Regions from separate parts of the Gossypium hirsutum genome. Here region 1 is linked to region 2. Evidence: chromatin contacts called from public Hi-C data. All regions are on one chromosome and are shown on one strand. The core of a region is the stretch at or near the end of the contact, and the rest is flanking DNA. Distances in the headings are between cores, read along the strand shown.

Region 1 (5,477 bases), core at 256-2,755, 91 kb before region 2:
TTACTATTATGTGATAAAGTCGCTATCACCTCAACAGTTTGTTGGTTATATGTATATAATATATATCCTGGGGTTGTTTTAATTGTATCGAGATTGAGTAGCATCCACCACCTGTCCAATACTTGTCCCAATAAAATTAAGAGATGAAAAAGAAAAAGGAAAGTTATTCGTACCAGCTGCCAGCAAATCTTGCTTTGCCAACCCAACACTTTGCTACTAACACTATAAACTACACAAAAATATAGATTTAATAAAAGCAAAATTCAAGAGTTCAGGATTCCTAAGAATATGGAGATTGATTGGTTAATAGTTAATAATTCACCCCATTTGTTTTTGCTTGTTTGCTTTGTGTTTAGTCTTCATTTTTTCTGTTGAATTCTCTTCTTTTTACTAAAATAAACAGTCCACATTACCTGATTATTCTATTAATTTGCTTCATTTCCCCCCTTATTTACTCCTTTGAATCCTCATTTCCCTCACCGGCCGAGACTGAGAGCAGCCTCGACGTCCAGCCGCCACGCTAAACAACCACCACCACCACTGCCTTCCATTTTCCAGACATCACATGGCAACATCCTTGAGAACTTCTCCTTGTGCCATGTATACTGCAACCTTACCTTGCATGAAAATGCAGTGCAAAACCTAGGCAATTCTTGTTTGAACACAAGCCAGACCATTATCTCCGGTGGCGGCCGGCCGTCATTTGCTTCCCCTACTACCATCAACATCCTCTTGTAAGCTCCATTAACCCACTGAACCCTATTCAAACCATCTGATATAAACCCTGGACACGTGTCACTCTCCAGATTCTTTATCATCTCCACGTCCGTACTCCCTAGCTGTCTCACTTCCATGCAACTGTCCGTCACGCTCTCCACCGTCACCCACGACTCCACCACCGTTGCTTTCCTCGTTTGACTCATCAGAACCGTCCGATTAGGTTCTTCCACAGCTCCCAAACGATCAACCCAACGGTTATTGAAGTTCAAGTTACATAAATAAAGTGGATCTTGATTTTCCCCCAAAACTCTACCGTTTTGATTGTTAATCGATCCGTTCCCTTCAGTTTTCTCAGGCAATAGCTGCAAAGTAACAATCGTCTGAGGATTGTTTGAAGCTTCATCATGATGAGCTTGATCTGACGATGATCTTTTCTTTCTTCTCATATTATTCTTTCGAACCCTAACGTACTTTCTTTTAGCTCTTGGATTACAAAGCAACAAATTTTTGTTATCAAACCGAACCCCATCAGAACCTGACTCACCGGAAACCGGTTTAGGGGCTATCGGCCGGAATCTTAACATTATCGGGTTTATCACCATCTTATCTGGTGCACCACCTGCGTAGCTAACCCTGCTCCGCTTCTCTTCACCGTTCATCTCTCTGACGCCGTTTAAACCACCTCCAGAATAGAATCAAAGCTTCGCTTCCCTTCTTGTCGCTTCCCACCTGTGTAGCTAACTCTGCTCCGCTTCCCTTTTTTTTTTTTTTCCAGAGGGTTTTGGTTATGAGAAGCGATAATCTAGCGGCAAATTAACAGAGAAGCAACACGTGGCTAGGGCAAGAAAGGAACAGCTGAGTGTTTTGATTGGTCGAAAGTTAAGAGGTGGAACCCAAATGAAAAGTAAGAGGGTCCACAGACAGAACCAATGGGAAGAAGGCTAGTGTACAGCACTGCCGAAAGAGAGGGACACGTGGGCATTGTCTAGAGAGCAGAGTATTTTTCTACTGTTGAATGAAATGGAAAAGAGCACAAAAGGGGGAGGTTCGAGAAAGTGGACACATGGTCCTTGTTCATTAGCTTTCTACCTCTAAATTCGGTGCCTATTGTTTCATATCTTAATGCCTCCACTCGCCACTTCTCGCCGTGATCCCACCTTCCTTCCAACTAATCACAGTAGTAAATTTTCAAATCTCTTTTACAAATTTACTATAAAAATAAATTTATAACCAAATTATTAAAAAATTCAACAGAAAATGAATTTTTTTAACAATTGTAAGAATTATAATTACACCTTGCAATTAAAGAAATTGTAATTCCTTCACCTCAATAAAACCACTAATTATAATAAATAGCTAAACACATGTAATTACATCCGATGGAATTACTAACTTTTATTCATAAAATAAAATTTATTTTTTAAAGATATAAAAATTATTAATTTCACGTTCTTTAAGGTTATTATATATATAAAATAATATTTTATATATTTAAAAAAGAAACAACTAAATATATATATTTGAAAAGTTTATGTATGTAACAAACCTAATAAGAATTAATAAAATAATTTTCACTAAAAATAAAAGAATCGAAGAGGAATATCTATGTAAAGTTGGAAGTGAATAGTTAAATGGAGTGAGGGTCACTTGGCAAAAAATGGCGCGTGGAAGAGTTGATATAATGAAAGGAAACAAGAAAGTAGGAAGAGGGACGCGTGGCGGATTCGATAAAGATGTGAATGGATATTATGGGTTAAAGATTTGTGACGTCATCCGATTTTATTTGAAAGGTGTTCGCATTATGGGATGGGAAAACGGGTTGGTTGGGGATGTCTGCTGTTGCCACGTGCTTATTTCATAATTACTTTCAGATTATTTTAATAATAACATTGTTTTTTACTACAAGAAACACAGTTACTATTAAAAATGCCTTCCTAAAACAAATTCTGTGTTTGCTTTTAATTTTAGGCATCGTATTTTAGGATCGATTCACCTTAAAGTTAAAAACTTAAGAGTGACTTGAGATACTCTTTTTTTTAATTCAATCATTATATTAGCTAAGCTATAAATAATTTTTGTTTTTAAATTTACAAGGATTTTCTTACGTTTTATTGTTTTATTTATTTATTTATTTAAAACAACATAAATATACTTTATGCTATTTAATACATAAAAATATATGCATTGATTGAGGTTTCATTTTTTATTTTAGATTTGTAAATGTGTGACATATTAAAAATCATAACTATATTTAATACAACATTAATTTCAAATAATGTATTTAATATATCTCTCTAAGATTTATTTCCTATGGAAAGGGCCTTCCTTTTCTGGTCCATGAAATGGTCTATTTATAAGCATTGATTGATTGTACTTAAAAACACTTTTACATTAAAAATTAGCTTCAATGTTTTATTAATTGCATTATTCTTCCTGTTATTTTTTTTATTTGTTAATGTCTTCAATTTTACTCATATTTTTACTTGGTTTTTTCTATCAATAATTTATATTCGAATTTATCTTTTATTTTATTTTTGGTTACAAGTCTCAATTTTTTTTAAAAAATGTTATATGAAATTATAAGTAATAATAAAGTTAACTAAATGGTTAACCTTATATGGTCAAACCCTATCCCTATGTGACTCATGTTTTTATCTAAATAAAGCTTTTATATGGTCTTAGATTGTCAATGTAAACACGACTCCTAAAAAATAATGAATCCCCATTAGAATTGAAAGACTAAAACCTACCACGTTATTATTTGTTAGTATATATTTGATTTTTCTCTTTATTTTTTTCCCTTTACCAATACATTATCAATCTCATTCCCTCCCTCCTAATCTGATCTTTTATAATCCATATATATTAAAGAAAAAAAATACTTTATTTAACCCTTATTGTTGTTGTATAATTTGTTTTGAAAAAAAAAAAGGAGTTTAAATTACCTGCAAAAACTATGGGAATGGGTTGGGTTCCCATCGTTAGAGTCCCAAACTGAGAGCAGCCTTAACATCGAGCCTCCATGCAAATCCGCCAAAGCTCATCTTCCACACATCGCAAGGAACCATTTTCGATTGCTTTTTCTTTCCCTTTCCATCTCCGTACCGTAACCCTACCCGGCACGAGAATGCACCCTGTGGGAATTTAAACCCTTCTTTCACCACCAACCCCACCGCGGTTTCAGCCCCTTCTCCGCCCACCATGCTCTTGAACGCCTCGTTCACCCACAAAACACGGTGCCAACCGTCCGATATGAACCCTGGATACGTGTCCTTATCCAGATTCCTCATTCTATCCACGTCCGTACAGCTCCCCATGTCTCCTTCATCCATGCAGCTGTCTGTTATGCTCTCCACCGTCACCCATGACTCCACAACACTCACTTTCCTCCCCGTCGCCTGATCCGACAACCCCATCACCGCAGCCGCCACTTCTTGATCTGTTGCAACCATTTTCTGCAACTTCAAGCACAGCAGCGGCGGGTCCTCATGAGATTGATGATAATCATCACCAACCGTCCGATCGAGATCATGATCACCAGCCCCTGAGCTATCAACAACCGCTGATTTCTCTAGATCAGCTCTCTCAGGCATCAACTGCAGGGTTACGGAACCCTTATTTCCATCCTTATCGTCTTTAGCTTCATCCAAGGCTCTTCTTCTCCTATTATTCTTCGCACAAAACCTAACGTATTTTCTCTTCACTCTCATGCTTGTAACACCTGAGTTCTTGTTACCAAACGTCGACTCACCGGAAGCTGAGTCTCCGGTCACCGGTTTTGGAGCAATCGGCCTGAATCTGAGCATTATCCGGTTGATTATCGTCTTATCTTGTACACCCCCAGCGCATTTTAGCATCCTCCATTGATCCCCGCCCTCCATTCCTCCTTCCAAAAAAATTAAAAAAACCTCACAAACCCTGCGCTCTCTTTCTCTCTCTTTGTTTTATCTTATCTTCGGATTTTATTTTATCTTTCTATTATTTTTTTTCTTTTTTTTTCATCTAAGGGCAAAGGCTTTACCGGAGGTGAAGCGATAATCATAGCGGCAGCAATCGTGTCCAAGATCAGAGGAGTACGCGTGTCCTACTGCGAAACTTGAAACAGTGACGAGATTTGATTGGCCGAAACCCAATGGGGCCGTAGCAAAAAAATAAAGTTACCTGTTTTGGCGTGTTCGAAGCCTGTGATTGGCCCATCCTGTTAGCCAACAAAAAATAAGGACGTGTCGAGAACTGCGTAAAAGACGGATACACGTGGCCGTACCTCGGGGGGACGGCATAAATATTCTGTTTGAAGTGGAGTGGGCTTTTAATTTTTTTTCCGCCTTTTTGATTTTTTTGGTTTTTCTAAAAAAAAATGTATGAGGTAGGTTCCTGATTATGCAACACGTGTAATAGTTTTATTTGTTATGAAAGAGAAAGTTCAGTTGACCGTCAGTTCCACTTTTCTGCACTGGAGCGTGTGATTGCCAACCTTGATATTTTCCCAACCCTACTGAACAAAATAATCATTATTTTATCTATAAACGCCCATTTCTAATTTTATTTATAAAAATAGGTTAATTTTTTTATTATTTATCAAAAAGGTCGAAAATAATAAAATATATTCACGTAAAAGCGTTTTTAGGTAAATTTTAATAAAACGTGCTTTTATGGGAGTGATTTTGTCATGTCAGAATAAAACGTAAAAAACAAGCTGATGTTGGAGTTCTTTTGTCCGTTCTCAGATTAAATTTTTAAAAAATATTATTTTTTTT
Region 2 (6,173 bases), core at 3,286-5,785:
AAGTTAATAACAAATTTGATAATGGTGGGCAAATTTAATTACGATGAGTGATAGTGGTTAGAAGGACTTAAAGTCATTTTTTTTAAAATTTAACTTGAACAAATATATTCGATTCGATTCGAATTCCATATCATTCAACTTGATTTGAGAAAATTTCAAATCATCTTAGGATGATAAAATAGGATTCGTCAACTCGATTAACTCAAAATTTTTTCATTCAATTCGATTCAATTTAGGCCCAAGTCCTAATACTTGGCTCCAAGGTACCAATGCCTTGCCCAAGGTATTGAAACATGGGGTTTACATATCAATACCTAGGCACCTGGGCAATGCCCCTACATTGTTTTGCGAGTTTTGAGCATTTCAAAGCTTGGTTTTGGAGTCAAACACCTTTAGTTGCCTGTGATTTGTTTCTAAATTATTTTAAGATGATTTAAAACCTCTAAATTGATTTTATCCCATTTATAAGAGTTTACTGAATTGTTTCAAAGTTTTAAACTTTATGTATGTTATTTTTAAAATTCACTTTGTTTGTCCTTGTAGTAGCCCAAATCTGCCCGGGCCTTAAAACCAAAAGCAAAAAATAAATAAATGAATGTTTATTTATTACAGTCCATTTACAATACCATAGCCCACTAACCCATAGACCCAAATACTTAGAACCCAATTAACCTAAACTACTCACTAACCCGTTTACACCCAACCCACAAACAAGTACGGCCCAAATGGCCCAATTGGTTAACAAAGGACGGAAGACCTAGGGTTTCTGGAACCCTAGGCGCCGCAAACGGAAGGTTCCAGAAGCTAAGCGCTGCAACCATCCCAAGCGTCAAGCCTCTTCGCCTCACCCCGCAACTCTGGCCCCGAATCGCGCCGCAGTCAACGTGCAAATCAGCGCCAACATCATCGTCATCAGCGCCCGATCGTCATTGTTCATCGCCGGATTTTCGTCGTTACCTGCAAAAAGGAAAGAGCCACAACAGCAAAAGAAAAACAAGCATGGAAAGAAATCAAAGGATACTTTCCCAAAAATGTATCAGAGGGTTATAAAACCCCTTTTCTTTAATTTGTAAACACACGTTTTTTGATAGATATACACAAATTCAATAAAAAGTCATTTTTACATACATACAGAAGAGTGTACCATTGTCGATCGAGAAATACAAAGGTGAATATTTTTTTAAATTTATATATATATTGCGAACAATAAAAAAGGAAAAGGGAACGTATCGTTTTGATTCACACCGGAAAAAGGAAACTTTCCAGTTTCCGACCGCCGTATGTGGCGGCATTGACGGGGGCGCGTGAGCGCGTGCGAACCCCTGGACGGAGGCTCGATAGTACTCCGAGAACCCCCTTCCCAACCCTCCGTTCCTCCTTTTTTTTTAAACAGACTGCAAAAATGATTTCAAAGCTTAAAATTTGGCTTATATAGCCTTATGAAAACGGTGCCGTTTTACTTAAAACAAATAGCTTCAAACGACGTCGTTCTAGAGCCCAGGATCCTCGTGTTAACCCGAAACCCGAATGAGATCCGCGTGTTTTTTATAAATGGGCAATTTGGTGAATCGATCCTTCCGCATTTTTTTAATTTTATAATTGCATTTTATTTTTATTTTAAATTAACCTTAACTTTTTATGTTTGTTTCAATTTAGTCCCTCTGGTCATTATAAGACTTATTCTGAAAACGATGTCATTTTGGAGATTAGGGCTAATTTCCCAGTGAGTCCCTCAGTTTCTGTGTGCATTCTAATTTAACCCAAATTTTCATTTTATTTGCAATTGGCCCCAATTTTTTTTAAAATTCGATTTTAATTTTTTTATATTTGTTTAATTTTAAGAATTATATATATTATATAAATAGTAATTATATATATAATAATATATATTGTTATATGTCTTTATAAATTTTATTATATGTTATATTTTTAATATATACTATTATTTATTTTACCATATTTTATATGTAAAATTATTTATAATATCATATTTATCATTTTATACTTTATCTATCATATAGTTTATATCATTATATATTGTGTTTATAAATTTTATTGCATGTTATACCATACATTATTCTATATATTACATTTATTTTATTATAAAATATACATTATCTTATTACCTATTAATTATATATGTTTTTCAATTTATTATTAAAGGAATATATGTAATATCAATATTTAGTACATTTTCCATATATTAAATTATTGTATCTTATAATATAATTTATATGTATATATCATATTAAAAAAAGAGATACTCATTTATCATTCTTATATTATTCTTAATTTTTTTAAATATCCTTATTATTATCTTATTTAATTTACCTTTAATAAGTTTATAATTTATTTTTATTTTTATTTTTTTAGTATTGTTTTAGTGTGTTAAATTTTTATAGATTATTTGTTATTTTATTTGTTTTTACATATTTGCATGGAAATTAATTATTTATGTTGATTTAAGTTACATTTGCATTATTGCATATATATTATGCAATTTATATTGCTGTGTTCATTATGCCTATTGTTGTATTTTGCATGTAGTGACAATGCATGTATATTTTATATTATCTATGATCATATATGTGCAAAATGATAACATATTGTGTAATTTATGTCCTTATTTGTCATCTTTATTATATTTGCATGGAATGTTAAAATAGATACCATGTGGGTTAATTTATTTAATATTAATCCTTTGTAATATGTTAAATGCATCATCACTTTAAAGAATTTTTTTATATATATATTTCATTTGATTTAAAAAGATTTTTTTAAAAAAGGATAAGGCAATGTTTTTGGTAGTTAGGAATTCGGGAAGTAGTGCCCTAACATGCTGGGTTGCAATTTCCCGTTTGTCTAAATGCCTAAAATACCCTTCTAAACGATCTTATAAATTACGAGGTGACTTCAGTTATAAGAGTTTTAGAATATTGTGTCTTATCATGCTGGATGTGATATTCGTATTCTTTTGGAGCGAAGAAATCTCGGTTTTCAACTCGAACTATTTTAATTTCAAAAAGGATCATATTTTTAAATACTTTCAAAATTCTAGTATTAAAGACGGAAAGTTATTCAATTTGGTATCAATTTTTTTTGGGCGTTACGAGGGTGCTAACCCTTCTTCGTATGTAACCGATTCCCGAATCCGTTTTCTTGATTTCATAGACCAAAGCAAATGATTTCAAACAAAAAGTGGTTTGAAGGTGGTTCAATCACACTTAAACTGATTGGTGGCGACTCCTATTTTTTTCATTTTTCAAAAAGTCGAACCCGATTTTTCCAAACTCGTTTTAAAAGGGTTTCGATAGTACTCCGATGGCATCTCCCATTTGTACCGGATATGGGGACAGGTGAGGGGGTGTTACAACTTATATATATGAATTAGTACACTTTATATTTGACCAAGCTTGACATAGTTCGAAACAGGAGTCTAAATTTTGCCCAAGCTAATCGTTTTTTATAAATGGCTAATCAAATCCATTTTAAGTCTACTCATTTTATTTTAAATTTAATAATTAATAATTTAGATATATTTATTTTATTAAAATTTCAAATTTAGAAACTTAACATATTTTTAGCTTTTGGAAAAAATATTTTTTAAAATTTTTGTAGTATTATATATGTAATTTTATGAGATATAAATTATAATATATAAAAATAAAATAAAAAATATATTACACAAGTATAAAATGGACAGAGTCAAGTCAAGTTTAGGCCTTAAATATTGAAACCTAAATCAAACCTATATTTTAAACATGTCTAACTTTTTATACACAAGCTAATTTTTCGAACTTCATACTTTTGTTAAAATTTTCTTATATATCCAACAGTCTTTAAGACTTATATAGATAGTCTAAAACAAATATCAACAAACAAATATTACTGCATAAAAGATTAATACGAAACTTAACACAAATACTTTTCATTCTTTTATTCTTTTTCCTTTTATTTCCCTTTCTGTCATCTTTTGATGTCTTTCTTCGTTTAAATATGCTCATATCTATGTACTTTTTCTTTTTTGGAATTTAAAAATATTTTTTAGCATTCCAATTGTCTAATTCTAAAAATAAAGTCCAACTAATAACAACATTAATCGATTTTCATTAAACTTGAATACATGGTATTTCAATATTTAAAGTTGTAATTTAAAAATTATAATCCAATTGATAATATATATTCAATTTACCCCTACTCTCGTTCTTTCTTTGCATAATTTTAATAAACATAAAAAGAAAAAAAGGGTGAATTTTCCAAAAGGTACTATTTATTCATTTTTATAAAAAGAAATGGTCAGTTTTCACCGAATTGGTGTTAGGTTACTGTGACACCAAATTGTAAAATAATGAATATTTGGGGGTCAATTTAGAAATAATAGATATTGAACAAATGATAATGATTGCTTATCCAAAAGAGTGTGTTGGCACGCGCGGGGATGGGAGAAAGGGGCATCTGAGAACTGTTGGGAACAGATGATCGTATGGGAGAGGACGCGTGGAACGTGAGATAGAAGGGGCGTATCTTTGGGATAGATTTGTGATGTGACGAGGTAAAAGCTGATTGGTTATATTTGTGTTCGAAAGGATCTGTCCTGTCCTGTCCTGTAATTTAGCAGCTGTGTCGTCCAATGAAAGGTTTAGAATTTGCAAAGGTCCAGTTCACTCTTTCTTGTCATTTTTTGCTGGTCAAACGTGGCATCATCAAATGTTTATTCCACTATTTTTTTTTAAAAAAAATAGTTAATTTGGTTTGTTTGTTTTGCCCAAAATGGTTGGTATAGAAATTATTTTCTTATGTCATTTTAGGAAAATTTATTTTGGTTAATGAAATATTTTTATTTACAAAATATATTATTATTTGTTGCAGCGAAATGTACACAATTTATAAGTCTATTTATATATTTAATTTGCCTATGCAATTAAAAATTTCATTGTCAATCTACTAAAAAATTATCTTATTTAAAAATCTAAAAATTAAATAAATATTATTTTTCCCCAAAAACATTTACTGTTTTAAAAAAATCATAATTTGAAAGGCCAAAATTTGTAATTAGTTTTTTAATTTTAGAAAATTTATTTTAATATTCGCATGAGTTTTTTCTTAAATTATTATGGATTTAAATCTCATCATACGTTAGTTTAATCTAAATTTATTCGAATTTATATTTGAGCGTATTTTAATTTTTAATATTATAATTCTAATTAATTAAATATAAAATCAAACGCATATTCAATAATATTAAAACACAAATTTATTACTGATCTATCAATATTAGTTTTTAATAAAAAAAATTTAATAAAATTGTTCTTTCTTGCAAAATCTAGTAATATATCCCTGGTTAATTTACCTAAATAATTTTAAAAAAAATTAAATACTGAAATAGGTTGTATGTTGGATTATATACGAAAATAGTATGTTTTTTTGGGTCGTGCCTATCTGATAGGCGTAACCACTTTTTTTTATATTAAGATATATTTTTTTTGTTTTTTTAAATTATTATTTTATTGGTGGCGCCTTTCTCATAGGCGCCACTGCTTGTATTTTTTTCCCGGATCAGTATATGACTTGTGTAAGGATACAAAAAATGATATAGGGTAAGTGGCGCCTATCTGGTAGGCGTGACTGGTGCTTAATTTTTCCCATATATATACTCCCCCGAAAATCAAATGAGCAGAAGATATACACAAAAGTTAACAGAACAGAACTAAGAAGATAAGTAGAAGAAAGAAAGAAAGGAAAACAAAAAAAAAAGAATAAAGTATTTTAGTTCATTTCTTTTTAAATAGAATGTAGAGTTTTGTTAGTAATTTTATTATTTAAAAGTTATTTTGTTAGATTATTAATTTTGTTAGTTTCTGAATGAAAAATTTTGCATTAAAAATTTTATGTAACTTTTTTGCTATTCGAAACTGTTTTGAGAATTTTAAATTTTTTTTAACAGATCTAGTATTGAAAATGGAGAATTAATTTTTGGTATGCGTTTATTTCGATGAAGAAATTTTGACAACAACCATGGGATATATATTTGAATGTCGCAAACAAGTAGTAATGAAATTTAATAAAAATATCTAGTTTGATGATATGAAGAAAAGAATTAGTGAAAAAATTTATAGACGTTGTGGGAGAAGGATCTCAAAACTTTTCTACAAGTTTCCAGTTTCGACGGATCC

The links. Hi-C and Micro-C count contacts between places; a contact is called where the count stands out from the background.
Region 1: a Hi-C map of leaf shows a contact between it and region 2, with 2.6 times the contacts expected there. The contact joins the promoter of LOC107888720 here to the enhancer-like site in region 2. A contact is called at or near these places in 12 of 34 Hi-C or Micro-C datasets (anther, callus, fibers and 3 more).

Annotation. Positions count from the first base shown.
Region 1 is chrA09:15,384,865-15,390,341 of Gossypium_hirsutum_v2.1, reverse strand. LOC107888720 reads right to left here and starts at 1,505. Exons shown (of 2, transcript XM_041077803.1): 1 at 414-1,505; 2 at 1-229. The coding sequence starts at 1,379. The coding sequence ends at 477. It overlaps LOC107888721, which reads right to left and starts at 5,168. Exons shown (of 2, transcript XM_041077804.1): 1 at 3,666-5,168. The coding sequence starts at 4,601. The coding sequence ends at 3,702.
Region 2 is chrA09:15,295,838-15,302,010 of Gossypium_hirsutum_v2.1, reverse strand. No RefSeq gene overlaps it. Among protein-coding and RNA genes, the nearest start is that of LOC121206861, 25 kb to the left of the region's middle. Within about 2 kb of position 4,535, at least 4 of the 9 cell types and tissues checked have an H3K27ac peak or open chromatin away from gene starts, as enhancers often do. A contact at or near this core is called in hypocotyl and leaf, where this site is marked.